Linked DNA regions of Mus musculus: region 1 is linked to region 2. A link is a contact called in public Hi-C data. All regions are on one chromosome and are shown on one strand. Each heading gives the region's core, a stretch centred on a gene start, on an enhancer-like site or on the middle of the called end of the contact. The rest is flanking DNA. Distances are from core to core; before and after follow the strand shown.

Region 1 (2,935 bases), core at 249-2,748, 240 kb before region 2:
CATCTCCTTCGTACTAGAGAATGGCCTAGGATTTGAAGACTAAGAAAACATTTTATGCATCAGCCTTACTTACTTGGTCTTATCTTCATTGTTATATTCATAGGTAGAGTTTATTAATGTTCCAGTGAAGTTTTAAAAGTAATGTTGTTTCTTTCCTTTCTTTCTTTCCTTTTTTGTTTGGTTGTTTGCCTGTGCTATATATTATGATAAGACTTTTGGAATAAAATATGCTTCCATTTTACCAGATGGATAAAGGTCTTTACTCAGTGTTTTCAGTAGCTAATTAGTAATGAAACTATGCTTGTTGTTTAACTATTCTGAATTATTGGAAGCATGGGTGAATATGGTAAATAATGTTAAAAGCAGCGTGGGATGCTGATTATTCAGTCTTTTCTAGTAGTGTAACTCAGGGGTTGATAGAAGACACTGGCCTCCTGAAGAGACCAAGAGAAAATGCCCCTCTTTTGCCTCCTTAGTTTTATTTCTATGGTGTACCAGTTGACTATAACAGTTATCAGTGGGGCCAAAGAACAAAACATCCACTAAAGGACATGAGCCTGCACAAGTATAACACAGCCTAAGGGTAGCTAAGCTGTTCAGCATGTACATATGGCTGTAATAGGAAATGATATTTAAATAACATAAATTCACGGGATGCAGGTCATTCCAAATCTCTTGCTAAACTACTTCTAAGTTAGGAGTACTGGCACCTGCATATACTAGCTGCTCTTGAGGCCAAGGCATGAGTATCCCAAGTCCAGCCTGTCTGGGCTGCAGAGTGGTTTCATGGCCAACCTGGGGCCACCAGTGAAATCTTGTCCCCAAAAGAGTTTTTTGAATGGGCTGAGGATGTAGCTCCATGAGAGAACACTTATATTGTGCCCTGGATTCCATCTGCACACTGCAAAAGGAATAAAACTCATTAATCTAAGGGTCCTTTTGTAACGGTGGAAGATTTTTTCAGAAACAGTGTTTAAAAAAACAGTTTTTTTTTTTTAAATAAAAGCAACATAGAGGGCATATTTGCATTTGAAAAATTGTCTGCTTTTTTCAAAACAAAAGTTTTAACTAATATTCTAGGATGTTGGATAATTTATAACGTGTAGATCTTTACTGAAATTGCTGTAGATTAGTGTAAGTACTGAAGACTTGACTTGTCCTTTTGTAACGGTGGAAGATTTCTATTTTCCTGACAGTGGTTTCTGGGCCTCCACATAGCACTTCCTGCTCAATGGCAATCCATCTGATTTTCACCATGCTTTACTGATTGCGGCATTTCCATCTGGTTAGAGATAGGATTCTTTTGTATATTATTACACCTGAACTAGAGGAGCTTAACTACCATGTTATATTTCACCTGGATATAGTTTACCAGGTGGGATGTTGGAATTGGGTATGCAGGATGCAGATAATAAGTGCATAGGGGAGAATTTGATACCGTGATAACTGAAGAACTTTGTGTACATGAATACACGTGTCTTCAGTAGAAAGTGTTAGAGAAGTATAGTAGTGCAGGTCATGATGGGCCTGCCTTCAATTCTATGCTTGGAACCTGAGCTCCGTCCATTAGATGGCAGAGAACTTCAAGATTAAATTGAAAATTGACACAATTAAGTTTGTTTTTTAGAAAGATCCCTTGTAATAGGAGGGAGCTGAGAGGCTAAGGTGACATGTATGTCATGTCATGTTCATTCATCATGTTTGATGAAAACCTGTGCTAAGGCAGCACCTTGTTGCCATGTACTTTACATTTAATATGCTCCCCTCCCCCCACCCACTGTCATGTGGTAGATACAAAGATACTACCCTCGCCCACAAAAAAGTGCCCAGCTGAACCTAAGAGATAGCCATCTAAGCACAGTGAACTCTGGGTGAAACAGGACTTCAGAACCCAGTAGCTTCATGTGGGAGGGTGAGATTAATTTTAATTTTATAGATCAGGAAGTCTGCATGATTAATCCTGGTCCTTGAAGAAGATGTAAGGTTTGAATAAAAGGAAGTGGGTGGGAAAGGAAATTTTTTAACAGAGGAAACCAAGAAAAGTACAGAGTGTTCTTGAGGAATAATCTGTTGTGACTAACAGAGTGGATGCAGTTGGAAATGAAGCTGGCAAGATAGACTGGGACTAGGTCACAGGGGGAATTTTAGGGTAGTCAAGTAGAAATATAACCTACTTAACTTCATTTCTATATTCATCAATGTTAGTAGAAGAAATGTAGATCAAACTTCTTCAAATTGAATAAATAAATTTGAAACATTCAAAGTTGGAAGAATATTGGATTTTTGAGTAGGAGTAATATAAATAGAAAAGTTTGATTAAAATTACTATGTTATGCTACTTTTTATTTCTATAATTTGAAACTCAGTAACAGAGCACATTAGTGAATGGGGTAGTGTGGCCTCAAGGACAAGTATAAATCTAATGACTAGATGACTAGATGATTTCTTTCTAGTTCTATCTTAAATATCAGTTGAATGGTGAGATATTCAGTTTAGGAGCAACTGTGATCCTGTGAAGATCCCAGGGTTGTTAACTGTAAATAAGATCAGAGTAAATCAGTATTTTTTTAGATTATGTCTTTATCTTTAGGTAAGATTAGTTTCTTCTCTTCTTGCCTCAGTAGGGTTTTAGTTTTAGTCAAATAAAAAATACATAGAAAACTACTTTGAAAACCTGATGGCACTGATGACTTGTATTGATAAATTTAGATGGCCTTTGATTCCCTACAGTCCAATTCTCTCGGTTATAATTACAGAGCAGATCACTGAATAGTATTGAAGGGACTGTATATACTGAAAGTATATAATACCAAGGGTGTTAAAGAGATGGACCCAGCTCCTAGAGTGAAGAGACAAGTTGAGCCTATGTACTGGATTAATGGCTACTGTTGCTCATAGCCATTCTGTGGTCCCACTTCACACATCTCTCTCGGCC
Region 2 (2,700 bases), core at 145-2,644:
GACACTTCACCCAGAGCAGAGTCCTTAAGAAGGCTGGCAGCAGGATTTGCCAGCCCTGTGGTCTTGCCTCCACCAGGCACTCCGGCTAAGGCCTTTCAAGGTTTCAATAAAAAGTGGAACGAAGCCCCTGGCCTTAGAACGTTCCAGGGCAGCAGGCACGAGCCCCGTCCCACACCCTCTCTGCTTCCTCCTTTGCAGGTCTCTGGACCAAAGACCCGCTACCTCTTATCAACTCTGCTCTTCACAATGGGAACATCCTCCTGGAATTTCTTTAAAACTCTTTTTTAAAAAGTTATTTAGATCTATTTATGTTTTCTGTGTATGAGTGTTTTGCCTGCGTGTATGTATGGGCCCTATGTGCTCAGAGGTCAGAACTCGACATTGGATCCCCTGCGGCTTGAGTTAGGGGATGGTTGTGAGCCACCTCTTCTTTTTCTATTTTCTTCCAGACGCTCAAGGAAGCCCCAGGTGTGTCCCCATGCCAACCTTCTGCGACCCAAACATCTGGGTTCCTCAAAGTCAGTTTAACTTTTAACTTCAGGGCCTTAGAGTAGCAAAGTTGTGTGTTCGCGCGCGTGCGTGTGCGTGTGCGTGCGTGTGTGTGCGTGCGTGCGTGCGTGCGTGCGTGCGTGCGTGCGTGCGTGCGTGCGTGTGTGTGTGTGTGTGTGTGTGTGTGTGTGTGTTCAAAGCTTTAAGAAACAAGACCACTGCTTCCAAAAGGCTCGGGCTTCTGGAGGTTTCTATCCACAGGGTGATAACAGATCTTGAAACAGGATCTTTGTAATCTGGTTCACTTTGCATTTCTCCTCATAAAGCTACACAGTAACAGCCAAGGGCTATGAATACACTTAGGTAGGAGAAGATAGAGAGGAGACATAAAGAGCAGAGCTGTACCCCTGGCGTTGCCTCTTTCTGTAGGCTCTCACAGCCCAGCAGGCCATAGCACTCACGGCAGGCTGCAGCCTAATTCTGTGGGCAGACTGCAGCCTCTCCCCTTTCAAGGTTGTCTTACACAAGCTTAGTTGCAGTTTTCCAGATACTCGGCCTGGTCCTGGGCCACCTTCTCCAGTAAGAGACACCCCTCCCCTTCCTCCCCACCCCAGGATGCGATCTGTCTGTAGCCAACATGCTTTCCAAGTTTTGGAGCAGGCCACCTGGAAATACAGAGATAACCTGGTGAAATACGGGATTTACAGGGGGCCGGGGTGCACTGTGTGGGTGGGTGGGGACAGCGGAGGGGTGTGGCTGCACATGTCCGGCCCTGGATGATGAAACTGGGAGGTAATATATGAGCCCTGGGAGACCACAAGGGGAATACTATGTTCCTCATTGCCTCCCAAGGAAGATGAACATAATGAGCTGGCTGTGTTTCAGAGAAGAGCAATTAAGATGATTAAGGGACCAGAGGGAGTGACTTAGGGGGAGAGATTAAAGGTATTAAGCATGTATACCTTGGCTGGGCTCAAAGCAGAGGGAATGTTGAAACTCCATAAGCACCCTCAGATTATAAACATCAGGAGAAGGGGAATTGTTTCACAGGGTCCCTGAAGGATGTTACTGGAAGTAATGGGACGGAAGCAAAGAAAACAACTACCTGTTGCAGGCAGCTTCCTAACAGAGCCAGACGCCACAAGTGCAGGGTCATAACTAACACTTTGTTTCTTAAAAAACAACAACAACAACAAAAAACAAATAGAAACACAGTATTACAGGGTAGACCTTAGATAGCAGAGACAGATCTCAAAGAGACCAGACGCCTTGAAGGAAAAATTGGTAAAACTAGACAATGATTTTGTTTTTTAGAGTCTCAGCAGGAAAGGCTCCCTGTTCACTGACGTTAATTATTACTTGTTTTAACATAGCATTTGAAGTGTTACTCTGTTGCACGGTTGCCTTCTATAGTGATCTAGCAAGGCTTGTCTCCTTAATACTCTGGAATAGTCCCTCCTTTGTGCATGAAATCCCTAAGCTGTATCTCTTTGCCTTGCCCTACTCCCGAGCTGTTAAATCTTACCCACTTTTTCAAAATCTTCCCCTTTGGGCCTCTCCAAGCGCTTTGTCTCTTCCTAATTTCGGTATGCTCTATCCATCACACACTATTAAGATTAATAGCTAGTATAATGGGTTGTCAACTTGATTGGCTCTGGAGTCAATCGAAAGGCAAGCCACAGGACACTCCTGTGAAGGGATTTTTTTAAAAAATATTTTATTAGCTTTTAGTTTGGTTTTCTCTTTTTTTAAAAAAAAAAGATTTATTTATTTATTATACGTAAGTACAATGTAGCTGTCTTCAGACACACCAGAAGAGGACATCAGATCAGATTACAGATGGTTGTGAGCCACCATGTGGTTGCTGGGATTTGAACTCAGGACCTTTGGAAGAGCAGTCAGTGCTCTTAACCGCTGAGCCATCTCTCCAGCCCCCCTGTGAAGGGATTTTGTCTATCAGATTACTTGACGTAGGTCTACCCACTGTAAGTGTTGGTGGCATGCACTGCGCTTTTCAGTGGCAATCCAGACAAAGGGGAGAAGGAAAATAGAAAGTTTGCTTTTTCTCTGCGTGTCTTCCCACGTGCTGGCAAATTCATCCACCGTTTGCTGTCATTGCTTGTCATGGGTTTAATATGCTTGGCCCCGGGAGTGGCACTATTTGGAAGTATGGCCTTGTTGGAGTAGGTGTGTCACTGTGGGCATGGGCTT

The links. Hi-C and Micro-C count contacts between places; a contact is called where the count stands out from the background.
Region 1: a contact with region 2 is called in a Hi-C map of the G1E-ER4 cell line, with 1.6 times the contacts expected there. The contact joins two enhancer-like sites. A contact is called at or near these places in 1 of 39 promoter capture datasets (hippocampal neurons), 8 of 484 Hi-C or Micro-C datasets (the C2C12 cell line, the G1E-ER4 cell line, the N1E-115 cell line and 4 more) and 1 of 115 datasets of contacts at active chromatin or transcription factors (embryonic stem cells).

Annotation. Positions count from the first base shown.
Region 1 is chr13:104,778,389-104,781,323 of GRCm38.p6, reverse strand. The region is part of intron 10 of Cwc27 (CWC27 spliceosome-associated protein); the gene reads left to right. Among named protein-coding and RNA genes, the nearest start is that of Cwc27, 37 kb to the left of the region's middle. Within about 2 kb of position 1,498, at least 6 of the 459 cell types and tissues checked have an H3K27ac peak or open chromatin away from gene starts, as enhancers often do. A contact at or near this core is called in the G1E-ER4 cell line, where this site is marked.
Region 2 is chr13:104,539,600-104,542,299 of GRCm38.p6, reverse strand. No RefSeq gene overlaps it. Among named protein-coding and RNA genes, the nearest start is that of Adamts6, 250 kb to the right of the region's middle. Within about 2 kb of position 1,394, at least 55 of the 459 cell types and tissues checked have an H3K27ac peak or open chromatin away from gene starts, as enhancers often do. A contact at or near this core is called in the G1E-ER4 cell line, where this site is marked.